Regions from separate parts of the Sus scrofa genome. Here region 2 is linked to region 1. Evidence: chromatin contacts called from public HiChIP or PLAC-seq data. All regions are on one chromosome and are shown on one strand. Each heading gives the region's core, a stretch centred on a gene start, on an enhancer-like site or on the middle of the called end of the contact. The rest is flanking DNA. Distances are from core to core; before and after follow the strand shown.

What was found. HiChIP or PLAC-seq counts read pairs in DNA pulled down with a chosen protein or histone mark.
Region 2: an H3K27ac HiChIP or PLAC-seq map of alveolar macrophages shows a contact between it and region 1. The contact joins two enhancer-like sites. A contact is called at or near these places in 1 of 5 promoter capture datasets (liver) and 1 of 2 datasets of contacts at active chromatin or transcription factors (alveolar macrophages).

Annotation. Positions count from the first base shown.
Region 1 is chr6:14,983,981-14,989,888 of Sscrofa11.1, reverse strand. It overlaps HP (haptoglobin), which reads right to left. Exons shown (of 5, transcript NM_214000.2): 5 at 4,644-5,569. The coding sequence ends at 4,791. TXNL4B (a long non-coding RNA gene) reads left to right here. Exons shown (of 3, transcript XR_002344529.1): 3 at 1,042-4,826. Among named protein-coding and RNA genes, the nearest start is that of HP, 6.6 kb to the right of the region's middle. Within about 2 kb of position 4,213, at least 5 of the 83 cell types and tissues checked have an H3K27ac peak or open chromatin away from gene starts, as enhancers often do. A contact at or near this core is called in alveolar macrophages and liver, where this site is marked.
Region 2 is chr6:15,961,707-15,967,735 of Sscrofa11.1, reverse strand. No RefSeq gene overlaps it. Among named protein-coding and RNA genes, the nearest start is that of ZFHX3, 23 kb to the right of the region's middle. Within about 2 kb of position 3,660, at least 47 of the 83 cell types and tissues checked have an H3K27ac peak or open chromatin away from gene starts, as enhancers often do. A contact at or near this core is called in alveolar macrophages and liver, where this site is marked.

The DNA of each region.
Region 1 (5,908 bases), core at 2,964-5,463:
GGGAACTTCCAATATGTATTAGGTGTGGTCATTAAAAAAAAGGAAAAGGAAAAAAAATATGAAAGGACTATGTCATATGTTGAAAAAAACACATTACAAAATAGTTTGCATGATAGAATTTCCATGTTTGTGGGGAAAAAAAAAAATAATGCATGCATGCACTCACGTTGAAAGGACATGTACCAAAATGTGGCCTCTGGCCTCACTGGTAATTTTTTTCTAAACAATTTCTTCAGTTACAACTACAGGTGTGATAAATTCATTGAGTAATAAAAAAAATTTTTTTTAATTTCTACAGTAAACATACATAATATTTGAACTAGTTAAAAAAAAAAAGAAAGAAAGAAAACAGTAATACCCACCACTCAAAAATATAAGTGACTTGGAGTTCCCATCGTGGCTCAGTTGTTAACGAATCTGACTGGGAACCATGAGGTTGCGGGTCCGATCCCTGACCTTGCTCAGCGGGTTAAGGATCTGGCGTTGCCGTGAGCTGTGGTGTATGTCGCAGATGTGGCTCGGATCCTGCATTGCTGTGACTCTGGCATAGGCTGGTGACTACAGCTCCAACTTGACCCCTAGCCTGGGAACCTCCATATGCCAAAGGATCAGCCCCAGAAAAAGCAAAAAGACAAAACAAAACAAAAAAACAGAAAAGTATAAGTGACTGGAACTCAAGAGACAGTGACTAGTTCAAGGACGTTGCACATGCCTAGCCAGCAGCAGCGATGGCAAACTAAGCCCACGCTGACACCCAGGGAATTCTACTTGATGTGTTGAAAAGTGGCTAAAATAGGTTTTGAGGCAGAAGCTTTTTAGGTGGGAGGGCCTACGTGCTCTCCTAGTGGCCCACAGCACTGCTTTTAGTCGTATATCACATGGGCCCTGGAATCGCAAATGGAAAATCAGCATTGGGCTTTGTGTCTAAAGTCTCTCTAATCAGAAGAAAGTAACAAAGCTGCTTATTTTGTTTATCCTGAAGGTCTTACAAGTCATGCTGAAAAGTTCTGAGTGGGATTGTTTCTCTTCTATGCTATTCAGGTCCCCAGATCACACCAAGTTTGTGGGAAGTTTCAAAACCAAACAAGACTTTATAGATTTGATTGAAGTAATTTATCGAGGAGCAATGAGGGGAAAACTTATTGTCCAAAGTCCCATTGATCCCAAGAATATTCCCAAATACGACCTGCTCTATCAAGACATTTAGCAGGTTCACTGCTGTCAAAGTCGAAGAGAAAGGCACATCCTGAAAGAGTACCTGAACCCAGCTGTGCTGTTTTCCTGGAGTCCTGCGGAAGCGTGGTCAGCATCCTGGCGGAGAAGAGGCTTGATATGTGTAGAGCTTACTTGTCCCCAGGTAGAAGACGTGTGGCAATGGCACTGAGGTCACATGACCAGAGACGCCGGAGTGTCTACCCCTACGGACCTCGGCGCAGCCCCATCAGCCACGGTCAGTGGCCCCAGCGGGATCATTTCACCCTCTCTTTATATTGTGCTTTTCTTTCTTCTTTAAGGTAATACAGAATCCTTCTAAACATTGCCTGGTACAATTCGATCAACTACGTTTATCTGACACACAAGTAAAATAGAAAGTCAGTTCCCGTAAGAGCAGAAGTCCTTCTCTTCAAGATGTACGCACACCCACCCCTTCCATCATCCTCAGCCTCGCCTGTTCCTCCACACGTATCTCAAGCAGCTCACCTGTCTCCAGTCCCTGCATCCCAGTTTCTCTTGGAAAAAATAATTCTCTACTGATAATCGGGCAAGTTTGTTTATCTTCCAGCCTTTCAGGCTCAGACTTTTAAAGGTATCCTGGTTTGCTCATTTTACCAGCGTTTATGTTAATAAATTGCCCAAGAAGTGAGAACTTGAGTCTTTACCATCCAGCACTCAAGTGGAGCTAAACAAAGAACTAACTACCCTCAGTGAGTAGGAGCAGACGTCTTTCAGAGACAGGAAATTGTACTTCAAGGACTCAAGCCTGGAAAGAGCTCAGAATTATGAGAAAGAAATACCATCTTTATAGGATTTGCCTGTTTTAACAATTTTATGAGGCATTCTTGTTCTTCCAGGAGACACCACTGGACAAGTTCCTGCTCCTCTCAAAACCTCATGGGGGCTAATGGTACTGACTTCCTAGGGTAAGAGGATAGATGCAGAGGCAGAGGGCAGTGCACCAGGCGGCACGCAAGGAGCTGCTACTGGCCACCTTGCCAACAAAAGCCCAGTACTGTGCAGGGCAGCAGTGTTGCTGCAGGTCCGTCCCCCTTTGCCAAGTGCTTTCTGGGGAGCGGTGACCATGGAGCCTAGTTCTGACAGGCATGGCATAGAAGGAAGGCTGCTGGACTGACCGTGGTGGCCTTTGTTTGTAAAGGAGAGAGCCACTCCCAGAATGAGATCACAAAACCCTTTCACCACCACCTCCGTCTTTTGGCCCCCGCTTCCTGCTTTCATGGTAGTCGTGACGCATGGGCTACAGCAGCCGTCTTAGGACCAGAAGGCAGCCAGCCCGGATGGACAGTGAACATGCCAAGAAGACCAGTAAAAAGAGCCTAGGTCCTGGGTTCCTGTTGTGGCTCAGCGGTTAACGAACCTGACTAGGATCCGTGAGGATGTGGGTTTGATCCCCGGCCTCACTCAGTGGGTGAAGGATCTGGTGTTGCTGTGAACTGTGGTGTAGGTCACACACACACACGAGGCTTGGATCTGGCGTGGCTATGGCTGTGGTGTAGGCTGGCAGCTGTAGTTCCGATTGGACCCCTAGCCTGGGAACCTCCATATACCATGGGTGCGGCCCCAAAAAGACCAAAAAAAAAAAAGAGAGAAAAGAGCCTGGGTCCCTACCGATGAGCCTGAGCTACTGAGCGGACTCTGGACCTGCCTCCCTCCAGACTTCTGTGAGGATAAAACGCCCTCCCTGCCCGTCACTGTAGTCTGTCCCTCATGACCTAAGCCACAGAGCATTTGATGTGTGGAAGGTTTTTGCTCTGATACCAGCAAAAATAATCTGTGTGTGTAAGCATCTCATCTCTTCTCTCCTGAGGGCTTTAGGGAATATTGCTCTAAAGTCATGGCTTTTGTTTTTGTTCCCATCTTAGTTGCTCCCCATTCCACAAGTTTTTATTAAGTACATACTGTGTGCCCTGTCTTAGGCCAGATGCTACATAAAAACGAGTGACTGTTGCATGGAAAAAAGGCTTCTTAGGAGAGACGGGACCTGAGCCTTAAAGGAAAGTAGGAGGTACTCCTGGAGAAAGGGGGAGGGCATTTCAGGAGAGGGCGTGGGGGTGCGGGGTGGGGGGAAGGCGCAGGGGCCCGAGGCAGCAGCGTGTCGAGAGGGTTCCACAGAGTTCAGTGTCGCTGAAGCCCAAGGCCAAGGCCAGGCGGGTGGAAGGTGCTGCTGGGGAGGGAGGCAGAGGGGATAAATGGATCGAGAAGATGCCAGAGGTTTTCTCTTACTATTTTCCTCCCGAGTGGTGAGTAGAAGCCGCTTAGTATAAGCCGATTATTCTTCAAGAAAACCTAATGCTGAAGGTACTACCACTCACTCTGATCCCTCTCACGGGTTCTAGGACATAGGTCTAGGTCCTTCACTGGCCTACCAGCTCTGACCCGTAGAAAATTACTGATGGCGCTGGAAAGTGCATGTGAGAAGAACAGCACAGTGAAGGCAGAACCCTCTTGAGAGTAGTGACATCCGGTGACATTCTAAACCACGAGAAGGAGAGGCCACGTTTTGGTGTGACAGAGGGGATATTGGCAAAGCCTTCGTTCATTGTGCTGAACGAAGGCTTACAGCAAGAAAGAGTTCAGTGAGAGCTGCGCTTTGAAGAAGAGCTTTGTGTTCTGGGTTCTGCAACCTTTTTTTCTGGGAAACCCTTAATAGCAAGATCTTATCTTTGTGAAATGAAAGACTCAAACAGCTTGCATCTTGACTCCTGGTAAAGGGTAGGTTTCTTCCACGTGGGAAAAGCAGCGCTCCCTGAGGAAGAGACTTCTAACTTTACCCAGTGTCCCAGGGTGATTACTTGTGGGCACTGAGGGATCGTCCGGCTTAAGCCCATCATAGGAAAGTCCGGGGACCCGGTGGGCAGGGAGCTTCAGGAACTTGGCAAGTGTATTGTCCAGCTATGACCTGGACCCAGCCAGTCCAGAGATCCTGCCTTTACACCATCTTACTCTGTGGTCTAAAGAGCTGGTGTGTTGAAAGACAAACAGCCAAGTGTCGAAACACTTGTTTTCATCCCATTTTGAGCTGGCCGCTTCCTCACCAGCCTGTACTCTGTCTCCCATTTCACTCCGAAGAAGCCAAAGAAGGCAGTGGAAAGAGCTCGGGACTTGGATTCAGACAGACCTAGGTTCAAGGTTGGGCTTCACTACTTGATAGCTGTGTAACTTTAAGCAAATCACTTAACTTCTCTGAGTCTGTTTGCTTGTCTGTAAAACGATACCAGTGACCTCCCCCCTGAGGCCTGCCATCCCATAGGCGCCTCATTCAGTGAGCATGAGCCCCGGAGGGGACAGTGCTTGTCACCTGAGGGATTGCCAGTTGGCCTGGGGTGTCTTCTGACCCACTCCCTGTAGTCTCTAGACCACTCCGCTGTGGCTGTACCATAAATGAGAGAATGAAAACAGCTCAAGGCTACAGACAGCACAGGAGGGAATCAAAGGAAGCTCTTTATTGACTGACTCAGCGATGTGGGGCTGGAACCCGGCAGCTTCACACCACGTTTTCTCCCCTCCGCTCCCGTCCAGTTTTCCCTCGTCCTTTCAGGCCCAGGCTGGCGGCCTCAGTTGTCAGCTATGGTTGTCTGAATCCAGTCCAGGATGGAGGTCACCCTTACATACACACCGTACTCCGCCGTACGACAGCTCTTGTCGAAGCTCAGGATCCCAGCCGCGTACCAGGTGTCATCATCCTTGTCGTGAACAGCAAAGGCGCTGCCGGCGTCGCCGTAGCAGGTGTCTTCCTGGTACTTGGACAAGCCGGCGCAGAAGGTGTGCTCGTTCAGGATGGGCTGCACCCCCACCGGGCTCTTGGGTGTCTTCTTCTCTGGCACGGTGCTGCCTTCGTAGTACTGTACACATTTTTCTTGGTCAGCCACCGGCAGCATGACATACTTCAGATGCTCCGTAAAGTTGAGGTTGGCGTTTCGCCCCCAGCCAGACACGTAGCCCACAAGCCCCACATTCACATAATCTTTAGAAGGGAGGCAAATGGGCATCACCCTCTCATTAACGGGCACCTTCTGCTTGAGTTTGATGAGCCCGATGTCTACCGTGGAGTTGTCAGGATGGAAAATCACCTTCTCAATCTCCACCTCCTGTTTCTTTCCCACATAGAGTCTTAAAGTAGGAGCAATGTCTTTTGCTTTTGTATCATTTTTATGACCCAAGCGGAGATTCTTAGCCGTGGTCAGCAGCCACTGTTCATTGATGAGCGTGGCCCCCGAGGTGAGGTTATGGTGGGAGATCATCTTAGCCTGCCAGGGGAAGCTGCCTTTGGCGTCCAGCGAGCCACCCATGATCCGCTGCACCTGATCCACTGGGTTCTTGGGCTTCCCGCACACTGTCGAGGAGAGCAAGAAAGTTATGGGCCGAGTGTGAGAAGCTCCCAACTGGGAAAGAAGAGTAAAAGTATCGACTTGCTGCCGTCTAAACTGTCATTGTTGGAGTTCCCGTTGTGGCTCAGTGGTAATGGGTGTCCTTGAGGACTCGGGTTCAATCCCTGGCCTCTCTCAGTGGGTTAAGGATTCAGCATTGTCGTGAGCTGTGGTGTAGGTCGAAGACAGGGCTCAGATCTGGCATTGCTGTGGCTGTGGTGTAGGCTGGCAGCTACAGCTCCAGTTTGACCCCTAGCCTGGGAACCTCCATATGCTGCGGTTGCGGCCCTAAAAAGAAAGACAAG
Region 2 (6,029 bases), core at 2,411-4,910, 980 kb before region 1:
CGTGGTCATTTGCCTTAAGAGAGAGAAGTACTATATAACTAAATTGTGTTTTTAAAAGTAGGCTGATGAGGAGTGTCTGTAGTGGCTCAGCAGAAACAAATCCAACTAGTAACCATGAGGTTGAGGGTTCAATCCCTGGCCTTGCTCATTGGGTTAAGGATCTGGCATGTCTGTGAGCTATGGTGTAGGTTGCAGACACGGCTCAGATCTGGCGTTGCTGCGGCTGTGGTGTAGGCCAGCGGATACAGCTCTGATTCGACCCCTAGCCTGGGAACCTCCATATGCCGTGAATGCGACCCTAAAAAGAAAAAAAAAAAGAAGAAAACTGATGATAAAAGTAGTTGTCAATCCACTTTGTCTTATTGTTATGCCATTTTAGCCCAGCCTGCAGGCTCAGTAGTTGAGACTGTTTCTTTTAATAAGTAATAATAGAGTAAATTTGGGCAGGTGCTACACCCACAGTCTGCAGAACTTCCGGGTGAAGGATCAAACCTGCACCACAGCAGTGACAACACCAAGTCCTTAATCACTCGGCTACCAGGGAACTCTGGAGTGAATATTTTTTTAAATGAAAATAAAGAATCAGAGTTCCTGTGGTGGCTCAGCAGGAACAAACCCAACTAATACCTGTGAGGACAAGGGTTCATTCAATCCCTGGCCCCGCTCAGTGGGTTCCGGATCCAGTGTGGGTGTGGCTGTGGCTGTGGTATATAGGCCAGCAGCTGTTGCTCTGATTCGACCCCTAGCCTGGGAAGTCCCATATGCCATGGTGCGAGCCTAAAAAGACCAAAAAATAAAAATAAGGAACCAGATCTCAGAAAAAACGCTCGGTGGAAGTCATTAGCTTTGTTCATTCATTCTGTCTTTGTTATGCATATCTCTGTGCTCAAAACGGTTTTCATCCTAGAATCACTGGCAATCCAGTGTCATCATCAACATCATCCTCGTCTTCCTCTTCCCCATGGCACACAGGCACATCATGGAGTACCAGCAAGCACACTGGGCATTTATGGCGATGTGTACAGTGTAAGCTCCTTGTGGTGCCTGTCCTTGGGGAAGCAGGTGGGGTGACCCACAGCAAGAATACACATCTATTCATAAACACACATGCATTTTCACATCATCACAGGTACTGCCAAACAGATCTTATTGATGCTGTTTGGGCACCTAGATAGTTGTAAACAAATCCAGAATAGCTACCCAGACAGCTGAATATGAGCAACTAGATGAGGTGGACTTCAACATGGGGGCAGGGGCAGGTCCATGTGAGGTGGTGAGCCTGAGCTAGACTCGAGGATGGGGAAAGGACTTCCCAGATGTCCTTTCCCAGATCTATCCAAGGTGGAAAGATCTAGAACCCTTCTATGTTTTCTGCATAATTCCCATCACCCTCTATCCCTTCTCTCTACCACTTGGCCTTCACTTTGACAACTGATGATAATTTTGCAGCAGAGACTCCATGACATAGGCACCTCAAGCGCACAGCCAGGAACCTGTGCTCCCTCTCATTCAGGAAGGACTCTATAAATGTTCATGGAGAAGAGAAGAATGACATTGAATGATGTCGACACCACTTTATGCTGGTTTCAAAAGCCACAGAAATCATTCATTGACCAACAGTGCTATCTATCTATCTACCTCACTGACGAATCAAAACAGCAAGTCCTTGGCCTATAACATTTCGACGTTTAAAACTAGAACTTCTACAACATATAGAAAGTTCTGGATTTCCAGCATGTCCAAAGAGGGTTTAGATCCTCACATGCCTGAGGAGACATATCTGTAACCGGACCTACTGAACCAGACCCTTCTGCCAGCATTGTACATTGATCTGTGACAAGGGCTCCAGAAGGTAACCTCATAATATCCGAATTTTCTCCTTACTGGCTGCCAGGACTTTTTTTTTTTTTTTTTTTTTTTTTTTGCTTTTGCTTTTTAGGGCTGCACCTGCGGCATATGGAGGTGCCCAGGCTAGGGGTCAAATCAGAGCTGCAGCTGCCGGCCTGCACCACAGCCACAGCAATGCCACTAGGGCCATGTTAACACACACAGTACTGGAAATGTTCCTCCAGAAACAGGCGTGTAGAGATGCCTGGTGGCTCAGTGGGTGAAGGACCCAATGTTGTCACTGCTGTGGCACAGGTTCGATCCCTGGCCCAGGAAATTCTGCATTCCTCAGGCATGGCCAAAAGAAAAAGAAAAAAAAAAATAGGAATACATGTGCACATTGAAGACAAGGACTGTTTTGGTGTTGAAAGTCCCTTCTCTAAATTTTACTAGGGTCCTCTCCCACAGGATGTTGTATTTCTGATTGTCCATATAATCCAGTGGTAAAAATGCCCATGAACGCACATCCCCCTGGTAGAGCTCCATCTTTATGCGTGTTGGGGATTATGAGTTCACGTCTGAAAGAATGATTCCTGAATGGCCTCACCTCTGCATGACCTCCCCATTCCCCCTTCTGCTGCACTGGCTCATCCCAACCCACAAGGTGTACGAACCCAGCAGAGAACAGCCTGGGGTGAGAGGTGGGAGCAGAAGGGCAGATGAGCATGTGTGTTCTGACCCTTGGCCGGGCCAGCCATTCCATGATTCTGCCCTGGTTGTTTCACCCTCTGGCCTCACTCCCTTGTGCTCTTCTTTTGAAGCAGTTTCCAGGGGGCACCCTACGGCCACCTTTCTGTAAGGGTAAATAAACTGTTGGAGGCCCCCGTGTCTTTATTAAACAGTTCCTCTAAATGGTGTGCTCCAGCTCTGTGCCCACGTGCACCAAGCAAGCTTTCTGGGAGCAACCCCAGAGCCCTGACACAGGTTCCTTGAGTAAACAACCCTTTGAACAGGGTGGGAGGCACCTGCCTGGATGCCTTCCTCCCTGCCTCCTGTGTCTTTCCAGTTCCCAGGGTCCCAGGTTGGAAGGATGCTGAGCTGCCTCCTACGCCCCCTGGGCAAAATGAGGAGCCGAGGGACACATGCTCCCCACCCCCCACCCTGCACAAGGCCAAGGGCCGCCAGGATATGGGTCTGGCTGCGGGGAGGGAAGGGGGTCTGTGGAAATGCCAGAGGGAACCTGGAAGAGGGAAGGTGGAAAAGAAAAAAAGAAGGCCTGTTTGACCAACCCCCCAACACCTACATCTCCAAGCCCACTGGAGCAGGAAATTGAGGGGCTGGACGCGCAGCCTTGCTCTGCCCTTCCCCCACCCTGGATCTGGAAGGTTTTCTAAGCCTTCCAGACTTTTTTTTTTTTTTTTAAAGAAATCTCCAACCTATAGAGAAAGAGGAAGTGTATTTTTAAAACAGAGTGAAGACTCAATGGCCACAGATCTGAAAGAATAAAAGAGGAAGAAAGGCTTATTGAAGGAAAGGAAAAGGGCATGGAGGAGTGTGTGTGTGTGTGTGTGCGCGTGTGTGCGCGCGCGCGCACGTGTGTGTGTGTGTCCGTCCAGGACGGTCTAGGAGAGAGCCTGCAAGGAAAGAGAAAACAAAGGAAAGTGTGCCAGGAGAAAGACAGAGAAATAAGTGGGAGAAGGCGCGAGTGGTGGGGGAGGAGGCCGGTGGCGAGAGAGGGATGGATGCCGGAATGCGGCGGCGGCGCGGCGCTGGGAGGGACGGAGGGACGAGGGGGGGAGGCCGCACATGTGAGAGAGACAATGATGTCAGCATTTCCTTCTGGATTGGTCACGTGGTCCCTGCCAGGTAAACAGACTGGAAATAGACTCCATAAAGGCCGAGCCTGCTGGGGGGGGGGGGGGGAGGGCGGGAGGCGCTGCCGTTTCACCCTTTCCTCTCTGCGGCGTCCGAAACAGAGGGTTGTTTTTTTTGTTTTGTTTTTTTTTTTTGCACGTTTGTGACAAGGTGGTCTCCGAGTGGAACTACATTTTTACGAGCCCCAAGAATATGACTCAGGGAGGGAAAGCTACTTGCTTTTAAAATTAGCTCAAGGAGTTCAGAGACATTTTGATTTTTTAAAAAAGCATGGAGGTTGGGATGAATGGAAATTCAAGCTCAGATGCTGTGGGGCGGGGGAGCTCGGGGTGATGCTGATCCTCGTCTGTCTCCTTTGGAAGAGGGTCAGATAGGTCTAGATTAAGGGTGGATTGGAAGGCTGCAGTTTAGAACGGAAGGATCAGATGCTGTGATTATCAAGATTAGGAAAAAGAAAATGCTAACAGACTCAAGGTGACTATTTTAAGGGCGTTTGATACAGCTCGGTATGTGACTGTGGTGCCACAGGAGGAATTGAGACCCCATGGAAGAGATTAGGTGGAAAAAAAAAAAAGAAAAAGCAAGTTACTGTGACTTCAAATAGAGTTTTTTGTTTTTTAGGTTTTTTTTTTTTTTTTTCCAAAATGATGTAAAACAGCTCCCAAGCAAAACAGGGCAGGGCATCTTAGATGTCTGGAAACTTTATCTGAAAAGCAGAGTGGATGGGACAGGTAAATTTTCCACCTGGAAAGCTCTAGAATCCAACATGGCAGGGGTGAGGAGAGGTGTATGGCTCTTTTTTTCAAATTCCTGGATGAATTCCCCAAGAGGTTGCGGGTTCGATCCTGGCCTTGCTCAGGGGGTGCAGGATCCGGCGTTGCCATGAGCTGTGGTGTAGGTCGCAGACGTGGCTCGGATCTGGTGTGGCTGTGGCTGTGGCCTAGGCTGGTGGGCTACAGCTCCAATTAGACCGCTAGCCTGGGAACCTCCATACGCCTCGGGTGCAGCCCCAGAAAAGACAAAAAAACAAATTCCTGGAAACAGGACCTTTGCATCTCTGATGGAATAGCTTAGTGAGGTCATTCTTTGAATAATTTTGAATTGAAAGGAACTACCTTATTTTGGTCATAATTTTCTCTGTCCTCGTGGGAATTTGGCCAAAGCCTGTGGGAAGGAGAGTGACCAGCTCTCCTCAATCAGTTTTCTAGGATGGAGGGCATTCCTGGGGTCAGTTTTAAATATAGGACCATCTTGGGCAAAGTGGGACCAGTTGGTCACAGTATCGGGAGGCCTAGTCTAGTGGGAATAGAAATAAGAAGATAACTTGTCCCCACCGTGGCCCACCAACAAACAAAACAAAGTCCTCTCACTCTTTTTCTCCTCCTTTCTCCTTGCTCTCATTTCATTCCTTTCCCTCAGCCTTCCCTGATGCTTGCAGAGCAGGGAGCACTGCAAGGGGAACTGGAGTGTCTGTGACGGTGTCCCCGAACTTGGGAGTCGGCAGAATATAGCTAAGGTGAACAGATGGCTTTAGTTGCACCTGGAAAAAGAGAGAGAAAAATGTGCATCCTTGCTGCTTCTCCCTCATCTGTGCCTGCCTTCAACATCCCCCTTTCCTTGGGGGGAGGGGAGGTCCCCTCCGTGTCACAAGTGTACTTTCAGCTCTTGGGTTGAAAGATAGATATTTGATACCCCTCTCCGTTAACAAAATACGTCACTCGGACAAGACTCCCAGCCCAGGGTTATTTTTGCAGCATTATGTAACTGGATTGCCTGCTCAGGAGTACTTCCTTAACAAGGCTTTCAGCAGCCCCTCGGCAGGGGCCTGGCCGGCCCTGCCCAGTTGCACACACTCACACTTGTGCAGTTTCAGCCCAGGTCAACCCGGCTAAACATAGCTAGGAGACATCAGCTTTCACCAGCTCTGCCTACCACGTCCCCTGGCTGCAGAGCCCCTAGAAGCAGTGTTTCAGTGGCTGGTAGCCAGAGGTTGGGGAAGACCCTCCCAGGGCAAATCTCATATCCACAGAGCAGGTGTTCTTGTTCTGAGGGAGCTGCAGGCCTGCAGCTATACAGACCCTCCCCGATTTCACCCCACCCAACCCAGAGCTTCCTGCCCCACCAAGGCCTGCAAAACTGAGCTCCTGGGCCAGCCTTAGAGTGACCAGGGGACCCTCCAGAGGCCTGCCATTTGGCTGTCGCTGCCCTCTCTTCTTCCCAGTTTTCTGGATTTCCTCATATTTGTTCATGAGTAATTGGTCATCTGATCATCCCTTCCTGTTAGCCTGCTGACTCACAGAAGTTAGAAATTTGTCTGCGCTTCAGAC